Linked DNA regions of Sus scrofa: region 1 is linked to region 2. Evidence: chromatin contacts called from public HiChIP or PLAC-seq data. All regions are on one chromosome and are shown on one strand. Each heading gives the region's core, a stretch centred on a gene start, on an enhancer-like site or on the middle of the called end of the contact. The rest is flanking DNA. Distances are from core to core; before and after follow the strand shown.

Evidence for each region. HiChIP or PLAC-seq counts read pairs in DNA pulled down with a chosen protein or histone mark.
Region 1: a contact with region 2 is called in an H3K27ac HiChIP or PLAC-seq map of alveolar macrophages. The contact joins two enhancer-like sites. A contact is called at or near these places in 1 of 47 Hi-C or Micro-C datasets (fibroblasts) and 1 of 2 datasets of contacts at active chromatin or transcription factors (alveolar macrophages).

The regions. Positions count from the first base shown.
Region 1 is chr4:65,142,612-65,146,132 of Sscrofa11.1, forward strand. NCOA2 (nuclear receptor coactivator 2) reads left to right here. Exons shown (of 23, transcript NM_001114275.1): 4 at 396-568. Among named protein-coding and RNA genes, the nearest start is that of PRDM14, 130 kb to the right of the region's middle. Within about 2 kb of position 1,695, at least 4 of the 83 cell types and tissues checked have an H3K27ac peak or open chromatin away from gene starts, as enhancers often do. A contact at or near this core is called in alveolar macrophages, where this site is marked.
Region 2 is chr4:65,006,394-65,010,065 of Sscrofa11.1, forward strand. All of the region lies in intron 1 of NCOA2 (nuclear receptor coactivator 2), which reads left to right. Among named protein-coding and RNA genes, the nearest start is that of NCOA2, 54 kb to the left of the region's middle. Within about 2 kb of position 1,283, at least 2 of the 83 cell types and tissues checked have an H3K27ac peak or open chromatin away from gene starts, as enhancers often do. A contact at or near this core is called in alveolar macrophages, where this site is marked.

The sequences.
Region 1 (3,521 bases), core at 445-2,944, 140 kb after region 2:
TTACAACTAGGTTCACTTCCCTTTCTTCTTTTACTAAAATTGAAATAAATCTTTATAAGCGGGAACTCGCTTATGTTTCTAAGTCTTCTTTATTCACCAGTAAATTTGATGCCTGTTTGTACCATGTGTTGCATGCAGCACAGTGATGAGCAGATCATCCTGATCCTTGTCACTGTGAAGCTTATAGACCGGTGGGAGATGTTTAAACACAGGAGACAAATGATCACACAAGTAACTGTATAATTACGAACTGGGGTAAGTTTGATTTCAAAAAACAGGTAACAGGGAAAATACGGGGTTTTTTTCTCCGTAGGACTTCCTTGTTTCTCTAAGTAACTTTTGCTTGCTATCTTGGTATTAGAACTTGTTTAACATGCTTCTCTTTTTCATAACAGCCCCAAGAGGAGCACTGAGAAACGTAATCGTGAACAGGAAAATAAATACATTGAAGAACTTGCAGAGCTGATTTTTGCGAATTTTAACGATATAGACAACTTTAACTTCAAACCTGACAAATGTGCAATCTTAAAAGAAACTGTGAAGCAAATTCGTCAGATCAAAGAACAAGGTAAGAATTAATATTTTGGAGAGTTTAGTTGGCTTCAGTGTTTGCATGTGTGAGCAATCCCTCCAGAGTGCCTTTAATCCATTTCTTCTGCTTAAATTATTGATGAGAAGATGATGTCACAGTGCAAGATGAATGCAGGTATCGCTTGCAGTGGTTTATAAATAGGCTCTGTATGAAACGCAGCAGCTCCCTAAAGATGGAGGAGGCCAAGTTGAGACAGGGGGGTGGACGTTTTCACCCAGTAGAACTTGGACAAGGTGTCCCCGACTCTTCTCCCTGCCTCGGAATTCTTATACGTTACACAGCAAGTGACTGTCATGATTTGCCATTGAGGAGGCAGCTGAGGATGGAAACCAGAAGTAAGGAAGTAAACCACCTCCCGTTTCAACTCGTCAGCATATTTAAGTCTGAGCCTCAACTGGCCACTAAATTAGAGTTTCATATCCTGAATGACAGGAGATTTGAAAGGCTCAACCTTTAGTCAGAATTCTTTTGTGAAGTTGAAACACCCAACATGACAGCTTTCTTCCTGGAGTTTTCTTTTTTTTTTTCCCCCTAAGATCATTTTCTGCCTCTCTTCTTTGACATTTTTGCCTACAGAAAAAATTTAAGAAAATAATATTTTAAAAAACACAGTGGACGTTATGGTGCCAAAAAAAAATCTGAGTTAGGCAAGTATGAACAGCATCTTGCTGCTCAGGGCCAATATATGCTCCTGAAGTATTCGTACACTGCTCCCCTTCAGGGCTGAGGAGATTATTATCTCCTGTAATCTGTTTTTGAGCGCATCTTCTTAGAGTTCAGATTACTTTTTATCTGCCTTTTATATAACATTTAAAAGAGGCAGGTTTTAGAAAAACATTGTCTTTGTTTATATAGCTATGTGAGCCTGAAACTTTGCCCACCCCTCTGTCGTAAACATCCTAGCTACCTATTTGCATGTTTTCATCATGACGTTTTCCATTTTCAAATAGAAAATATTGAGCTAAGTTTTATATAAAACAGTTCTGTAAGTATAGGTCTGCCTTCTAAGAACTTAAAAATATACATGTAAGCATACCCAATGCAGTTCCTGACACTAGCCTACTCTGAAAAGTAGTATTTCCTGGTTTTGATAGGGAAATACCATAACTTACATCATCGTAACATGCGGCATCCTCGGAGTTTCTCCCCTCAGTGCCTGTCCCAGTCTCCTTCGTCTCCTTCCTCTTCCTTGTGTTCCCTTCGAGATTCACCAGTTATCGATAATTCGGTTTAATCTCAATTTCGTATCTTCTTCGTTTTTGGTATCAGCAAAGGGATAAAACAATATTCCTAAAATTATTAGGAGAAATTATTGGTTCCAGGTTACAGTGCGTTGAATTTGCTACATTTCTAGGCGCCCGTATCATGGCAGTGGAAAAATCATTAAGCTTCTTAGGTTGTGTTTCTAAAGATTTTTGAATGGTTCTGTTTTTTGAACCTTGCCTGTTAGTATTTTCACACTTTGAAACAGTAGTACATGTATGTTTTACTCTCAAGGTCTTGCACAAGGTTTTACGGTTTTGCAAAACTTTGGTTATTCCCCCCTTCAAACCATAAAACACGTTAAGATGTGTCATGCTGGGACTCTGCCATACTTTCGCTGTGAGTTTAATCATAAGGTTGCATGCCACAACCACCCATGAAGCCACAACAGTAAACACCCAATCACGTCTTACTCTTAAAATAATGTCCCTATTAATTGGAAAACTAATGTGTTTTGAAAAGGGAAACAGAAATGAAAATTACAAGTACATACTTTTAACTTCTCCACCAATCTAATATTTTAAGAATATTGCTTATTTAATAAATTGTTTTTAAGAAAGAGCAAGAACCTTACAGTCAATTCAGGCAGAAGCAAGGTCTGAATCTTGGTTCTGTCTCTTACAAACTTTGCAAACCTGGACAAATTATTTTCTCTCTGTGAGACTCGGTTTCCTCATATAGAATTTAGCAGTCACAACATTAGGTTGCATAGTTGTTGAAGAAATCATGAGCTATGTGCACACTCTCGGCAAGTACTTGTCACAGTAAGTGTTTGGTACGAATTCAGTAAATATCTTTCCCACATGCAGAAGAAAGGCACCTTTTTTCCTCACCTTTGCTCAGATCTTCATACAATGAGCTCTTCCTTCAAATGGAAAGCTATGGGGGGAGGTGGGGGATTAGTTATGAATATGCTCCCCTAACAGGGTCATTTAAAGAAAGTAAAATTTTTCTGGGGCCAGAGAACTCTGGCTTCCACTCTGCTGACAGTTCTGTGCAGGCCACCTGGGTTTCACTGACAGTCAGCTAAGGTTCAGGGTCAATGCATAAAGTCAGATCTGAACCCTTCCTTCTCTCTGTGTGTCCCAGCCACCCAACAATCAATCAGAGAAAATACAATCCAGCCATCACCTTTACAGTGTCATCCAAACCTAACTTGTATTTCAGCCTCAGTTACCAGCATGTAAAATCCTGACTGTCCTGGAGGAGTTAAGCTGGATCTCGGGAAGTGAGCCCTAAAGGGTACACAGTGGGGAAAGTGGGCTCATAGTAAAGGAAGCCACCAGGGTCCAAAGCTCAGGTAGGTCAGCTAGGCAAGACGGGCTCTTCCACTCCAGGCTCCTCTGTCATCAGCTGCTACTCACGTCTCCATGCACTTTGTGAATAAAGGCAGAGAATGGAGGATATTTTTTAATAGCCTAAAAGGATGGGGATTTAGAGGGGAAGTTACCAGCTATTGAAATAAAGATGCGATGCTAGCTCCCCAAAAGCACTCATCACACTGCAGTGGACCTTTTAGCAGTGGAGCGAGTGCACAGAGTCTGGACTTCATCATGATACCAGCGTTTTGATGTTGAAGTGGGCTGTTCCTTTCTATTTGATATGATGCCAATAAATGTTTAAAACTTCCGGCATCTATAACTTACAGGGAAGAGTCATAAGTAGT
Region 2 (3,672 bases), core at 33-2,532:
TTTTGATGACAACCATTCTGGCTGATGTAAGTAAGGTGGTACCTCATAGTAGTTTTGATTTGCATTTCTCTAATAATTAGTGATGTTGAACATCTTTTCTTGTGTTTTTTGCCATCTGTATGTCTTCTTTGGAGAATTGACCAGATGGCTTCACAGGCAAATTCTATCAAACATTTAGAGAAGAGCTTACACCTGTCCTTATGAAATGGTTCATGACCTTTTAAAAATTAGAAAAAGCACTGATTGTAGAAGATAGCTATCTTAAAAAGAAAAACAAACATGGCCCAGTTAAGATAGTATAATGTACAAGATGTAAATTAGAAATTAATGTGGGCCAAAATTAAATCAAAGAATTACTTGTAAAGATTAAAAATGAACCCAAATAAGCCCTTGAGAGTCAAAAAGCCCAGGTAAAGATTTGATAGTACTTCTGAACTGGTTGGAACTGGGTAACGTTCGTATGTAAATTACATACTCAGGGATGAAAAAATAGGGATATATTTAGATGGGCTCTATCTAAAATTTTATTTAAAATTAGAAACAGGAGTTCCCGTCCTGGCTCAGTGGTTAATGAACCTGACTAGGAACCATAAGGTTGCAGGTTTGATCCTTGGCCTAAGGATCCAACGTTGCCATGAGCTGTGGTGTAGGTTGCCAACGCGGCTCGGATCCCGCGTTGCTGTGGCTCTGGCGTATGCTGGCGGCTACAGCTCCGATTAGACCCCTAGCCTGGGAACCTCCATGTGCCGTGTGAGCAGCCCTAGAAAAAGGCAAAAAGACAAAAAAATTAAAAAAATAAAATAAAATTAGAAGCAAAACTTTGAAAGAATATTCTTGGGCTACTTTGCAAACAAATATAGTCAGTCACTTGACAGTGATTTGCTCAGTAGTTTGCCAAAGATGGATGGTAGAGCTACTACATAGAGTTGTTGGCTAGAATGTATAACCTCTTACCCTTTATTCTAGTTGTCTTAATATAAAGATTGGTTGTCAATATATGTCCCATTATAAGAAAGTTTGTTAGAGGGGTCACAGAAAGGCCTGTGTTGGCTAGTTTTTTTCCCTTCTTCATGTTCTGGCGTTTGGAGGAAAAAATTAATTGAATCTGGTTTTACCAAAGAAAAGCCTGTCTGGTAAACTGGAGTTACTTAAGGGGATTATTGTAGCGTGTTGTTAAGAGAGAAACAGTGAAGATAATTTATGTAAACTTTACAAAACCTTTCAAGGTTCTAATCTGAAAGTGATAAAGTTTTTTGTTTTCCTGTAAAATGAAGGAGAAATCTTTATTCATGAAGTCACATTGGCTTTGAAACAGGAAGTAAATGTTGGCTGTGAACTGTCACTTCTCTGTAGAGGAAAAAGTTTTTTTCGTTTCAGTTTTTTTTTTGATGGATTTCCAAGGAATTGGTGGTGCCTGGACTAATCTCAATTCATATTTTTATAAATGGTATAAAAGGGGATTGTACAGTCAACTTTGAGGTTTTTTGAGTAATGAAATACCCCAGGAAAAAATTCGATTGCAGATAATGACTGAGCAAAACCTGAGTAAACGGATTGTGGGATAGTTTTCTATTTCGGGAAAAATCAGATGAATTTCATTTATTAACGGAGGAGTCCTGAATTTAGTTACAACTAGAATAAGAATCTCTAAGCTGCTGTAAATGTTGATCCTCTATAGATACTGTGTTAAGAACATCAATAAGACATCAGTGATATACTAGGTATTCTTTGGAAGAGTGTGGAAACAGCATGTTTTCTTGCCATTGTACAAAACCAGGCTTTATGCACACCCAAGATAAATGCTCTGTGTGTTTCTGTTCATTAACAACAATGAAGTATCCAAAAGGAAAAAAAAAAAAAAAAGAAGTATCTGGATTTAGAGCAGTGTACTCCAAACACTCGTTCCTTAGAGCACAATGCAGGGGAGGAGGATGTAATTGAGGTGATTAAAATGCGATCTTGGAGAAATTCTTCCAATTCCATCATTCTAGAATTGAGGGTGAGGTGCAAGTGCTTCTAGGAATTTTGTGAGTTGGGTTTAGAATGAAGAGCTCTCTTATATACCAGAGAGTAAACTTGAGGAAATAAGTATCTCAAGATGGAGTATGGATTGAAAACAAATCATGAGGATTAGATTCACAAATGACATATACAAAACAGAATATTAAAGAAAACTGGAGATAGTTAGACTTTCCATTTGAAAAATGACATTAAGGTCTTCCTTAGTGTTTGATGGAATCCAGGATTTGTTGGAATGCTGACCTGACTGCACGTGTAGTCACTTTCCCCCTTAAAATTTGGGAAGTAGAGTTGTTCTCATCAGACCTCCCAACGTGATGGCAGGCCTCTTCTTGGCCCTTACCAGGTTATGGGTGCCCCGTTTTGCTCCTCCTCTGCTAGTAGTTTTTTCCTTTGTTTTCTAATTTGCACTTAGTGATATGACCTGATGGTTTTGCTTATTTTATCTGGTAAGCAACCTCAGGTAAAAAATTGTTCTTAATAGTTATTACAGGGTTTTAATTGATTCTGGAGGCAATTTTGATAATGCTTATTTTTCTAGCATATTATCCATTCTGTATCGCTTTCAATGATGGCATAAAGTTGCTTATAGTTTTCTTTTCTTTTCTTTTTTTTTTTGTCTTTTTGCTATTTCTTTGGGCCATTCCCGCGGCATATGGAGGTTCCCAGGCTAGAGGTCTAATCGGAGCTGTAGCCACTGGCCTACGCCAGAGCCACAGCAACGCAGGATCCGAGCCGCATCTGCAACCTACACCACAGCTCACGGCAACGCCGGATCGTTAACCCACTGAGCAAGGGCAGGGACTGAACCTGCAACCTCATGGTTCCTAGTCGGATTTGTTAACCACTGCGCCACGACGGGAACTCCCTAGTTTTCTTTTATGACTATTAAAAGTCGCTGCTGTGTTTGTAGCTATAATTATGTCCCCCTGAGTTCTTTTTGCAGCCGTCATTTCACCCCTTGTCTAATGCTCACACATGACTGGCCTACTAACACCTGTTGAACTGATTGAACTTGGCTTCAGTCGTCCCTTGTCTCTGGCCATTACTGTGTGTCCATTGCTAGTTTTTCTTTCCATCCACCCTGCATCCCCCACAGGTAGGACTTTTTTCAAACTCTATTGCCTCTCTTCTATGCCAGTATGTTTTTATTAGTGAGCTCATCCAGTTCAAGCTCGTGGTATTGCCTTTATTTAGATGGCTCCCAGATTTATAACCTGAACCTGACCTTTCTTTTTTTCTTTCTTTTTTTTTTTTTTTTTGTCTTTTTGCTATTTTTTTGGGCTGCTGCTGCGGCATATGGAGGTTCCCAGGCTAGGGGTCTAATCGGAGCTGTAGCCACTGGACTACGCCAGAGCCACAGCAACGCGGGATCCAAGCCGCGTCTGCAACCACAGCTCAGGGCAACGCCGGATTGTTAACCCACTGAGCAAGGGTAGGGACCGAACCCGCAACCTCATGGTTCCTAGTCGGATTTGTTAACCACTGCGCCACGACGGGAACTCCCCCTTCTTCTAAGCTTTAACTGCTGGCTTGGCACTTCTCCCCAGGGATTTTGCTTATGCCTTCAGTGAAGCACAACCAAAGTGAAACTCCTGTCTTGCCTCCACCCAAACCAGTTCTTCCTCCAGATTCCTCCTGGTTTCTATGAAT